Linked DNA regions of Mus musculus: region 2 is linked to region 1. A link is a contact called in public promoter capture Hi-C data. All regions are on one chromosome and are shown on one strand. Each heading gives the region's core, a stretch centred on a gene start, on an enhancer-like site or on the middle of the called end of the contact. The rest is flanking DNA. Distances are from core to core; before and after follow the strand shown. Region 1 overlaps Gm31585 (a long non-coding RNA gene). Region 2 has its middle 24 kb from the start of Ptges.

Region 1 (6,154 bases), core at 1,465-3,964:
TAGCCAAGCTGAAGAACTGGAGGGTCTGTCTGATCACGTGCCCATGGCTCAGGGTAGCTGGTGGCACGGAGCCTGCATCTGTAGAATTCTTGAATCTTAACCTTAGTTTATAAGCAAAGCAATACCCGGTACCAAGAAGGATGTCATCAAAACCACGTGGTGCAGGACTCGGCCTGGTGGGCGTCCTCCGCACTGCGGACTGCCACAGGTCTGATCCTCTTTTGAATGACACACAAACCACACCCAAATCTCCTGCTTATTAGTCCTCCTGGCCACGCCTAAGTCCAACCCCCGCGCTGTAGGTTCCGCCCCCCGCGGGCAGCGCTGGCCTCCCATTGGCCTCCGTTTCCATGGTTACACGAGACCTGCGGCGCTGCTGGCTTCCCGACACGTGTCCCACGGAGCCGCCCGGAATTTGACAGGGGACCATGTGCGCGGCAGCGCGGGAGCCAGACAAAGACGGGGAGGCGGTGGGGGACGAAGCCCGGTGGAGAGACGAAGCCAGGCGGAGAGGCTGGGAGCCGCGCCTCCCGCCTGCTGGACACCTCGCTTTCCTCATTATTGCTTGAAGAGTGGATTAAACAAACAAACAAACAAACAAAAATTAATGGGAGAGAGGTGGGAAAGGATCAGAACCAGCCCCACCTACTGTCTCTTCTACAGGAAAAACCCACAGGCGAACATCTTTTATGACTGTGAACGCGCAGGCTCCCTGCTTACACCTCCTGGCCCTGGGCATCTCAGCCCACCTTAACTTCAACCAGTGAGGTTCAAATTCAGTTGATTTTGCCTGGCTAGTTCTAGTAAGGAAAGCTTTTCTGGCGTGGTTGTTTCGATGCTTGAAATAAATGAGATCCAAGCAATTGTGGGGAACCTCTCTGGCCCAAGCATCCTCTGCCTCTCTTACTGCCTTCAGGCAACCTCTCCCATGAGGCCCTCCTGGGCTCTGGCCCCAGCGCTGTGGGGCACGGACTTTGTCCTCTCGCACCCCCATTTCTCCTCTTGCAGCCCTTTGTGATGGCTACCATAACAAATCACTCCAGATTTAGTGTCATAAAACAACAGCGGAGTTCTACAGGTCAGAGGTCAAATCTGGATGAATTCAAGGTGTGCAGCAACATTGGGTTCCTTCTGCAGATTCTCGTGTGTGTGTGTGTGTGTGTGTGTGTGTGTGTGTGTGTGTGTGTGTGTGTGTTTGCACTGGGTTCCTTCTGCAATCTCTATGTCTCTGTCTCTGCTTCTCTCTCTTGTGTGTATGTGTTTGTGTGTGTATGTGTGTGTGTTAGCACTGGGTTCCTTCTGTAGTCTCTATTTCTGTCTCTGCTTCTCTCTCTCTCTCTCTCTCTCTCACACACACATACACACACGAGAAAGAGAGAGAGAGAGAGAGAGAGAGAGAGAGAGAGGACTGGGTTCCTTTTGCAGGCTCTCTCTTGTGCATGCATGTGTGTGTGTGTGTGTGTGTTAGCACTGTGTTCTTTCTGCAGTCACTCTGTCTGTTTCTCCCTCTCTCTCGTGTGTGTCTGTGTGTGTGTGTTAGCAGTGGGTTCTTTCTGCAGTCTCTGTTTCTGTCTCTTCCACCCCCCCACCTATCTCCCCCCCCCTCTCTCTCTCTCTTTCTCTCGTGTGTGTGTCTGTGTGTGTCTCTGTGTGTGTATGTGTGTGTGTGTTAGCAGTGGGTTCTTTCTGCAGTCTCTTTCTGTTTCTGTCCCCCCCCCTTGTATGTGTGTGTTAGCAGTGGGTTCTTTCTGCAGTCTCTTTCTATTTCTGTTCCCCCCCCCCCGTGTGTGTGTGTGTGTGTGTGTGTGTGTGTGTGTGTGTGTGTGTGTAAGGGTCAGCCTCCTTACCTTTCTCCAAGCAGAGAGCCCACCCCCTGACTACCTTCCTGATCTTTGGCCCTGCTTGCTCTTCAGTTACCTGCTTTCCCATCTCAGAGTCCCTCAGTCACTCGGATGAACTAGAAGAAACCCCCGGCTCAAAGGCTGGTGAGCTGCCTCTGTTCCTCTCTGCTGTGAAACAAGCCATCTGTGTGCCCCAGGGGTTACGCTTGGGACATTGTTCTGCTAACCAGTTCACCTCTCCAGCTCCCCCCACCCACTTAGAAGCCTCTTTCTCTTCCAAGTCTTTCTCCCACGATGCCTGCCTGAGGTGGTGCCTGCACACTTCAGGTCTCCTCTGACCATAGGCCAGCACTCTAAAGTATTCCTGCAGCCTCTTCTACCTACAAGGAAAGCCAAAATGGCGCTGGGCCACACACAAACCCTGATCTGCCCACCCGCTGGTCTCCCCCAGACCCTTCCCTCTCCTACCCTTTCCCTTTGCGTCCTGTTTCCTGTATATTCCACGGTGTTTGTCACCTCCTGGCCTTTGCCCGGTGGTTCCACTCTGGATCTTTCTGTCTGTCCGCCTTCATTCATGTCCCCAGGAAGCTTGACTGACCCTTCCCAAGCACCTGAATGTACTTATTGTTTATTAGTCTGGCAGAGCACAGAGGCCTTGCCTGTCCCCTCTTGTCCCTCACAGTCTTGTGTCTTGTTTGGCCACAGAGCTAGCCATGAGCTGGTCCCAGAGTCATGGTGAACCCTGTGAATTTCTACTGAAGCTCAAGGACTTGGTCTAGGGATGCTGACGAGACCCACGGCCAGGACACACAAGATGCCAGAATGACAGCCGTGACGTGACATCGCTAGCAGCCGCTGACACCGGAAGCTGTTGACACGGGATGCCGCTGGCACCGGAAGCTGCTTGGTAGCATCTCCAAGCTTGCTTTACATAAGCTCTCAGAATGGCTGGGGAATCCAGCTCTCACCTGCTCCCCACTTTATGGATGAGAACCTTGGACTCTTCAAGTTGACCATACCTGCCTTTTGACTAGAGTGGAGGCCAGGGAAGTTTCTCATGCTTCCTGCTTGGAGGGGGCGGGGGCGGGCGGGGGTGGGGGCGGGGGCGGGTGGGGGCAAGCCCCAGCTGTTGTTGAGGTGAGGCATGGTGACTCTTCCTGGAGGAGGCTGAGGCTGGTCAGGACTTGGGTGGGGCTGAGCAGGCTGCTGGGAAGCCGCTTCCTTCCGGACCCTTCCTGTTTCCTTTTCCTCACTGCTCAGCCAAGCGATTGTCTTGCTCAGCCCTCCCCGGGCCTGCCTGGGCAGGATGTGGAGGCAGGAGGTTCTGTTTTCAAAAAGTCAAGTGTGGATTAAACACCTTGAACTGCAGACTCAATGTGGCTCAAAGAGTAACTTTTGTGTTATGTGTATTTTACCAAAATAAAAAGAACTGAAGGGCTGACTAGATGGCTCAGTGGATAAAAGTGCTTGCTGCCAAGCCTGGGACCTGAATTCCGGCCCTGGAACACACATGGTGGAAGGAGAGAAACCATTCCTGCTTGTTGTCCTCTGGCCTCTCCACAGGGACTGTGGTATGACGTGTGCTCTCCTCTCCAGATACATTTTAATGATTGTAATTTTTTTTTTTCTTTTGGGACAGAGTTTCACTGTGTAGCCCTGGCTGTCCTGGAACTCACTCTGTAGACCAGGCTGGCCTAGAACTCAGAGATCCGCCTGCCTCTGCACCCCAAGCACTGGGATTAAAGGTGTTTGCTACAACACCTGGCTATGATTATAAAATTTTAACATCAAATTGTCAAAAGAAAGGGAAGTGGCTCATGTCCCCGAATGTGAGGCTCTGTACCTGTGAAGCAGTCACCGCCCCTTGCCCTTCCCCATGCCTGACATTTCATTCTCTTCTGGAACTGATGACAGGTGTGAAGAGCTGATGGGCTGGCAGTCCCATAAGGGGTGCTCCTGGCTCTAAGGACCCATGGCAGGGGGACTAGGAGTTTGGCTCCTAGATGAGTCCCCCCTCCTCAGTGCTTGCAGCCTTGAGAGTCACAGGTTGTTTCCTGTCCCTGGCTTTCCTCTTCCAGCAACCATGATTTGTGGAGATGTCTTTCCCAGTGGGTGGGAGTCCTCTGCTGGCACAGTCCACTATGCCGCACTTTGACTATCATGACAAACAGACTCTTCTGTTTTCAAGATTTGTTTCTGTTTTACGAGTGTGTGATTGCATGTATGTCTGTGTATCATATGGATGCCTGGTGCCCTCAGAGGCCAGAAGAGGGCATCAGATCCCCTGGAACTGTAGTTCCAGGTCGTTCTGAGCCCCATGTGGGTGCTGAGAAACAAAGCCAGGTCCTCGACATAAGCAGCCAGTGTTCTACCACTGAGCAACCTCTCCAGCCCCTCCCTGCATCTTAAATTTGCTCAGTGGACAAAGGGCTGGGTGTGAGGCCGGGAGACTGCATAAGGCCTTTCAGCTACTGACTTCCTCTGTGTCCTAAGGAATGTCATCTCTCTGTGCAGCACCAGGTCCTTCCCTGTAAGCTAGACCAGTGTGGGACAACATCAGGACTCTGTCTGTCTTCAGTACTTCCTTCATCCTCTCAGCCTAGACATGTCCAGTGCCCATGGAGGAGGAAGAGGAAGAGGCCGAGGATGCCAAAGCCAGTGGAGCCCTTGGCTCCCAGGGCATGAACCTTCAGAGTGTTCTCAGACTCTGGCAGCCTCCACCCTGGGTTCTATTCTCTCCTGCTGGTGGTTGGAGCTGTGCCCCATCATTGTGGGAGCAAACACCCACCTTAGTCATAGGATCTCAGAACCAGGTGTTATTTCCCCATGTGTCCCATGGTCTCTACAGGACTGGGCCCACAGAAGCCTAGAAAGTGGTTTAGCTGTTGCTACAAGCAAGGGACCGAGGAAGAAGAGAAGGTAGAGAAGTCAAACTCTGGATTCAGGGTCTGTGCGAGACACACAAATGCTTCACAAGCAGAAACTGGGCCATGGTGTCACCACTGAGACCCAGAGGGAATAATATCGCTACACCCACGGGCCTCCCATGAGCCATGGCTGTAGAAAGGCAGGTATTTGAGACACAGTCTCAATCTCTGCTTATACAGGGTTACTGCTGGAAAAGGGGGCCCGAATCTCACTTGCCGGTGAGAAGGGTGTAGTGGTCCTTAGTTCCATCACTTCACAGATGGGGACAGGGAGAGTGTGAGAAGCACCCAGCAAATTCATAAGGTTAGCCAGTGATGGCCCAGGGTGAGCCTGAGACCTGTGGTACAGGGTGGGCACAGCCAGAGTTAGGCCACGTGTGGTGGTTATTATATAGTCAACTTGACAGTCTAGAACCTCAAGGGAGATGGCCTCTGGCCTGTCCCGTGTTAACAGATGTGAAGATGGGTGTCATCCTGACCATGGGTGGAGCCACTTCCTAGGTCGTGGACTCCCAGATAGTAGAGCCCAGAAAGAGCAAACTGAGTGCTAGCACACATCTTTCTGTGGTTTTTGATTATGGACTCCATGTGACCAGCCGCTGCAAGCTCCTGCCACCTGATGAACTGTACCCCAGATTGTGAGCTGAAATGCGCCCTTGGTCCTTTAAATTGCTTCGGTCAGTTTTTTGTTTTTTGTTTTTTTTGGTTTTTCGAGACAGGGTTTCTCTGTATAGCCCTGGCTGTCCTGGAACTCACTCTGTAGACCAGGCTGGCCTCGAACTCAGAAATCCACCTGCCTCTGCCTCCCAAGTGCTGGGATTAAAGGTGTGTGCCACCACGCCCAGGTTTTTAGATGCGCCAGAAGACGGTGTCAGATCTCATTACAGGTGGTTGTGAACCACCATGTGGTTTCTGGGATTTGAACTCAGGACCTTCGTAAGAGCAGTCAGTGCTCTTACCTGATGAGCCATCTCTCCAGCCCAGATCTGACACCCTCTTCTGGTAGTTATTTTTATTTGATCCAGGATCTTACTATGTAGCCCAGGCTGGCCTGGAACTCACAGAGATCCACCTGCCTCCGCCTTTCTGGAGTGCTGGGATAAAAGGCGTGCACTACCATGCTTGGCATGTCAAAATATTTTGTCATAGCAACAGGAAAACAAAGGAAGTCACAAGGGAATGAACAAAAGTCCCCATGTTAGTGGCTCTTCAGCAGGCAGCTCAGGGGCAGGAGCAGTTTCACTGTTGTCATGGCTCTCGTGTTCCCAGACCTGGTAAACACGCTCTTCTTGTTCTCCCCGGCTTCTCAGAAGCCCCCAGTCTGCTTCTCTGAATCTGATGGTCCTAGAAGCATGTAATGGCATCTGTCCTTTAGATGTGTCTAGC
Region 2 (6,154 bases), core at 1,634-4,133, 380 kb after region 1:
CCAGGGCTACACAGAGAAACCCTGTCTTGAATATATATATATATGTGTGTGTGTGTGTGTGTGTGTATACATATATACATATACTACAGTGCATATACAGAAGTCAGAAGACAACTGTGGGAATATGTTCTCTCCTTCCACCATGTGGGTCCCAGAGATTGAATATGGTCATGAGCTTGGTGACAATCATCTTGACTCCCAGCACCCTTGCAGGCCTGTCTAGCTGATGTTTATAACTGTCTTCCCTGGGCCCTCAGTAAGGCACTTCAGCTGATGTTGGGCCTCAACCATGTGGGGTGACTACTAAGTGCCCTGGGTAATGACAGAGTAGTCATTTTCTTAATCTACACTTTGTGGCTATCATTACTGCATGTATGATCACGTCACAGCACACGTGCAGAGGCCAGAGGACCACTTTGTGGTTCATTTCTCCTCTTCCTCCTGTGAGTTCTGGGAATTGACTTCAGGCTGGCAAGGCAGGTACTGTTCTGGGCTGAGCCATCTCTCCAGCCTCTGCATGGTCTTTAGTCACAGGATGTAGACATAGCACGAGCTCTGCTAACTGGGGCTCCTGTACCAGATGCCTCCTTCTACTTCATTGAGAAACAGGGTCCACTTTCCTCATCCTGGAGAGACCAGAGTGCTCTGCTGCCCTGATTAGTCACCCCAGCTGGCACCATGACTCCCCTTGTCACCTGCTGACTCAGAAGTGTGTTAGCATCCAGTTCCACTGCCATACATTTCCCCTCTGGAGCTAAGACTTCTCTGGAGTTCAGAAAGAACACACAAGGCCAGCGTTTTGCCAGTAAATAGGTCACTGGGCCACAGAAGTCGGCCCTCCACCCAGGTCTGTCCCTTCACCCCGCACCGGTTGTATGTGTCAGGCTCTCTAGAGGAACAGACCTGCAGAATAATGCATATGACAAAGGGGCTTGATTAGATTGGCTTACATACGGACTGGGTTTTCCAACTGGGACTGAAGAAGCTCCGTCTGCGAGGCTGGTGCTGAAGGCCTGGGGGACTCCTGGCACAGTCCATTTGGGAAGATCGAATAAACGGGGTTCTGGCGTTAGCCAGAGAAAGTAGTGACAGAACACATTCCCTCAGCCACAAGTGTCCTGTGGAAGGAGGGCAGCTTTCCTCCAGACTGTTTATATCAGCGCTGAACTGGAGCAATCCTTCTAGAGCATGCTCCCACAGACCCACACAGAGGTGTGACTGTTGGTCGGACCCGGATCCAGTTGACACCGATGAACCATCACCAGGATGAGCTCTAACTCCTGCCCTGGAGTTAGTGAGCTGCATCTAGTGAGCCTTGTCTCAGCCCTGCTGGTGGGAGTTGCCATTGAGTCTTTAAGGTCATCTCCCTGTTTCAATGACGTCCATGAGCGGGGCCTTCTGGCTGTATGTCTCTTACTGTAAAGTAGCCTGGAACTTGTAGCAATCCTCCTGCCTCAGCTCCCTGAGTGTTGACATTCTTGACTATTTTACTTTTTTTTTTTTTTTTAACGTAAAGTCTGGAAACCTAGCGTGAGTTTCGTGCTCACGTATCTCCACTGGCTTCCTGGACTCACTCTGTTTTGGGTACTCAATGACCACGTCTGACTTGTGATGGCCATCATGGGCAGAGCAGGGCTCTGTAATGACAAACTGAGGCTCCTCAAATGCCCATCAGCAATAACTGTGCCAGCTGGAAGGTGTTTCCGTGTGAAACATTATTTTCCTCTGACTATACTATACATTAAATCGATATTTTTATTTACTTTATGGGGGAGGGGTGAGTGCCACAGCTGGAGTATGGAAGGCAGAGGACAGCTTGCAGGAATCAGTTCTCTCCTTCCAGCATGTGGGTCCCAGGGTCAAACTCAAGCTGTTGGGTTTGAGTTGGCTGAGAAGCAAGAAGGAGCCCATGTCGGATCCAACATCTAGTTCCTATATAGTGTGCCTCTCTGAGCCTCAGCTTCTGTCTATAAAACATGCATGAAAGTAGCTGGCCTCTCACTCTCGTGGGATGTTCCAGGCTCTGCAGGAGTTGTGAGTGTCCTAAGGGTTAGTTATTGTTGCTGTTGCTGTTGGTGTGTGTGTGTGTGTGTGTGTGTACATGTCTGTGCACATGCCTGGTGTGTACATGCACGCAGAGGCCAGGGGCTGAAGTTGAATTTTCCGTGCCTATATCTAGCTGAGTGTGTGCCACATGTGTGGGTGCTTGCTGGGGGTATACAGTCCACTGGAGCTGGAGGTACAGGCGGTCGTGACCCTCCGGCCAAACCCAGGGCCTGTGTAACAGCGGTAAAAGTGCTCTCGCCCATCAGCCACCACTCCAGCTCTTCCACGTTATTGTTTGAGACAAGGACTCTCACTGAGCCTGGAGCTCTCTGATTTGAGGCTGGCTGGCTGGAGCTCCGGGGATCCCCAGGCATCTGTCTGTCTTCCCCTTCTTAGTGCTGGGGTTCCAGCCACGCACCATCACACTGGTTTTACACACGGCCCCTGGGGATCTAATTCGGATCCTCAGGCCTGTGTGGCAAGCCCTTTACTCCACACTCTGCTGTTGCTATTTTAAGAACTGAGATTCAACTAGGCCATGTTCCTTCCTGAGGCTAAGCTCTTACACAGAGGATGAGCTTGTATCCAATCTAGCCAGCCACAGGGGGCCGGAAATGAGTCCCCCAACACTTACCTAGCATCAACAAACACTCAGCAGCCGCTGAGACACTCAGGAAGTTGGCTCATTTGCAAATGTCCCTACATTTCAAATCTTTAGCAGCAAGCCAGAGGAGGGAAATTTGGTGGTGGTGGTGGGGGGAGTTACACAACGCCTCACTCCCCAAGCTGGGTGAGGCTGGTGCCCTTCCCACAGGGTCATCCGGGGAACACACACAGTCAGAACTGATAGAGGCCAAAGGGCTGGGAACACATGTGTGATGCGCGTGATCACCCACAACAGTGCAGTAGTAGGGAAGAAGACAGAGAAGGCTTCAGAGCTCTCCCAAAACCTGGCTAACAGGCAGGCAGCCAAACCATATACTGGACAAGGCCCAGAACTCAGGCCTCTGCCATGTCCCTATGACACATCATTTCTTTTATATACCCAGATGGACATATGTTTCCCCAGACCAGCAGCCATGAGGAATTGTCCCTGTAAGGACTCATGCTCCTGTCACCGTGGTGCAGCTGATTGGACAGCAGAGAGCACCTGGTCACAGGTAGCAGTGGGTACCTATGGCAGCACCCAGTGCTCCTCTGAAGCCCTGATGGGAAGGTAGGCGGGATGGGCCCAAATAGACCACGAGGAACTAGAGCTGTGAGCAGCTGGTACAGAGACACGGCTCAGCGGGAAAGAGCACTGCCTTGCTTGCAGAGGACCTAAGTTCAGTTCCCTGAGCCCACATGATGACTCAAACATCCCCTAACTCCAGTCCCAGGGAAATCTGACACCCTCTTCTGGTCTCTGTGGGCACTTTATACATGATGTGCACGTTCAGACAAGTACGCACACACACACACACACACACACACACACACACACACACACACACACACACACAAATAAAAATAAATTTTAAATGGAAAGACATGAACTCACAAACGACTCTGGAAAACTGCTTTTAACGCTGACTGGCTCACCTGCCTGCAATACCGTGAATGCCCACTAGAGGTCTGCTTATCCTGGCGGTCTCATGGACTCTCTGCCCCAGCCATAGCAGAGCAGCTGTCAGCCTTCACAAACCAGAGAGGCTCAGACTCTTCCACCCCCGGGCTTGGAGACCATACTTTCTCTGGGTACCTTAGGGTTTTAAGACATTCTGTGTGTGTGGCTCCCCATCGCCTAACTCCACTCCACGGTGTCTCAAGACCCCACCCCTTCCCAGCCCAGTGTCTCAGTGACAACCAGATGAGCCCCTGGCTGCCAGCAGGCCTCTCATTGCACTTGGGACCAGGCTCTTCCTCAGATATGGTTCTGGCCACAGAAGCCACCACGGGCGATGTATGAACCATTGTAAGCCTGTTGGTAGCAGCAGAGAAAAGAGCCACTTTCTACACCAGAGAAGGGACCAACCAGACAGAGAGACTTGGATTAAAGGTGCGTACCACCAGGCTGGTTTCACTTTAAGGTTTTATTAGTTTGTTTTGTTTTTCAGGTAGAACTCCCCAGCTAGCCCTTGAACTTGCATTGTGGTCAAGGATGACCTTGAACCTCTGTCTCTCCCTCCCAAGTACTAGGGTTACAAGCATGCGACACTTTATGAGGTGCTGGGGTGAAACTCAGGGCTACAGATATGCTAGGCCAGCGCTCTATCCACTGAGCCACGCCCTAGCCCTACCCACACTCCGGAGATGAGGAAGCTGGAGTTTGGAGGAGGGGCATGACTCAGCCAATGACTGTGCTCCACACCAGCAAGACATGCTCTGGATAACATATGACTATGAAATCCCCCACAGAGCCAGGAAGATGGAGCTGTTGGTCAGCAAGGTATGTGTGCGACTCACCTGGTTTGCCTCCTTCCAGGGCCAGCTGGGAGCTCCCATTCACCCACCCAGAATGTCTGGCTCCCAATCTGGGCTCTCAAAACTACCTTAAAGGAGCAGGCACCCAAAAACATCCTTTGTCATCCACACTACCACCCCAAAGTACAACGGACAGCCAGGGACCCAGACACGAATGCTGGACAGCGCCAAGGCTTGCCTCAACGCCATCCTCAGGGACTTGGGGAATTGGGGAGCTCTGGGAACTAACTGCTTGGCCTTGCGTTTCCGAACTTCGTTTTATCCCAGAAGACAACTCTCTTCCTCCTGGCTGGAGGCGGTAGTTGAAGCGGGCCATTAACACTCCCCAGTTCCACCCGCAATGAGCATGCGTGTTTGAGAAGTAAAGCTAGCAGGCACCAACTGGAAAGCCGGGCAAGTCCTTGAGGGAACCAAAGAAATGAGAATCCCAGAGGAGCAGTCGCGGAAAGGCTGAGCTTCCAGCAGGGGGAGCACGGGGGCCTTTCCAAGATCGAGCTCACACACTCCCCACCCCACCTCCAGCCCTTGCTGGCCGCTTACCTTGTCCTCAGGTGTCTCTGCTGAGCTCATCCGTGATGACGTCACCACGTCACACTGGAGGCCTTGGCGGCGTGATATCCAAGGGGGCTTCGGGCTTTTCGCTGTCTCCTTCCTTTCTCTATGACTCAGGCCGGGAGACACAGGCTGGGGCAAGGCTGTCCATTCTTGCACAATCGCTGTCCTCATCCGAACCGCAGCCCTGTCGGGGGCCTCCCTAGGCTCTCAGCCACCTGAGGGTAGGATTTCAGACCTGGGCCCAGAGACAGACGTACTCCACTGTCTGGCTGAGGAGAGTGCGCTCCTCAGTTGCTCTGTCTGTGGCTTGCACACCTATGCTCCCTTGGGAGTCCTCTGTCCAGGTGTCCTGCTCCCCTGTCTCTCTGCCCCTCCCCGCCCCTCCCCTGTCTCCTCCTCCTAGTTTCTCTTTTCTAAACATAAAACTCATCTTCTAACCAAATTCGCACAGGCACTGATGGGACATGTGGTTTTTAATAGGAGATGGCCATGATTCAGAAAAGGTGGTGGCACACGCCTTTAATCCCAGCACTTGAGATCGGCAGGCGGATTTCTGAGTTCGAGGCCAGCCTGGTCTACAAAGTGAGTTCCAGGACAGCCAGGAAACCCTGTCTCGAAAAGAAAAAAAAAAAAAAAAGAAAAGAAAAAAGAAAAAGAAAGAAAGAAAAGAAAGGAAAGGAAAGCCTGAAACAGATCATCTATCCATTCATGCATCCACCTATCCATTCATACCCACCTGCCCACCCATCTATTCATTCACCTATCCATCCTTTCAAGTACCTCCCACCGACCCATCCATCTACCCATCCATCCATCATCCATCCACCCACCCATCCACCCACTCATCCACCCACTCATCCATCCATCCAGAGGTGGTAGAAGCAGTTTAAAACCGTGAGTTCACTAACCCATAACCCTAGCACTTCAGAGGTGAAAGCAGGAGGATCAAGACTTTGAGTCTAAGAACCTGGAGAATGGCCGGTGATTAAGAGCACTAACTGCTCTTCCAAAGGACCAGAGTTTAAAGTCAGCACCATGTTTTTTTCTTTTCTTTTTTTAAAATAATTTTTAAAGATTTATTTATTATTAT

What was found. Promoter capture Hi-C pulls out the DNA fragments that hold promoters and counts their contacts.
Region 2: a contact with region 1 is called in a promoter capture Hi-C map of embryonic stem cells, with 2.8 times the contacts expected there. The contact joins two enhancer-like sites. A contact is called at or near these places in 7 of 39 promoter capture datasets (the HPC-7 cell line, HPC-7-derived erythroid cells, embryonic stem cells and 4 more), 1 of 484 Hi-C or Micro-C datasets (neural progenitor cells) and 2 of 115 datasets of contacts at active chromatin or transcription factors (bone marrow-derived dendritic cells and embryonic stem cells).

Annotation. Positions count from the first base shown.
Region 1 is chr2:30,544,932-30,551,085 of GRCm38.p6, forward strand. It overlaps Gm31585 (a long non-coding RNA gene), which reads left to right. Exons shown (of 3, transcript XR_374225.3): 1 at 1-1,107; 2 at 1,914-1,985; 3 at 2,547-2,913. Among named protein-coding and RNA genes, the nearest start is that of Gm31585, 3.5 kb to the left of the region's middle. Within about 2 kb of position 2,715, at least 72 of the 459 cell types and tissues checked have an H3K27ac peak or open chromatin away from gene starts, as enhancers often do. A contact at or near this core is called in embryonic stem cells, where this site is marked.
Region 2 is chr2:30,924,713-30,930,866 of GRCm38.p6, forward strand. It overlaps a transcript of Ptges not described here. Among named protein-coding and RNA genes, the nearest start is that of Ptges, 24 kb to the left of the region's middle. Within about 2 kb of position 2,884, at least 92 of the 459 cell types and tissues checked have an H3K27ac peak or open chromatin away from gene starts, as enhancers often do. A contact at or near this core is called in embryonic stem cells, where this site is marked.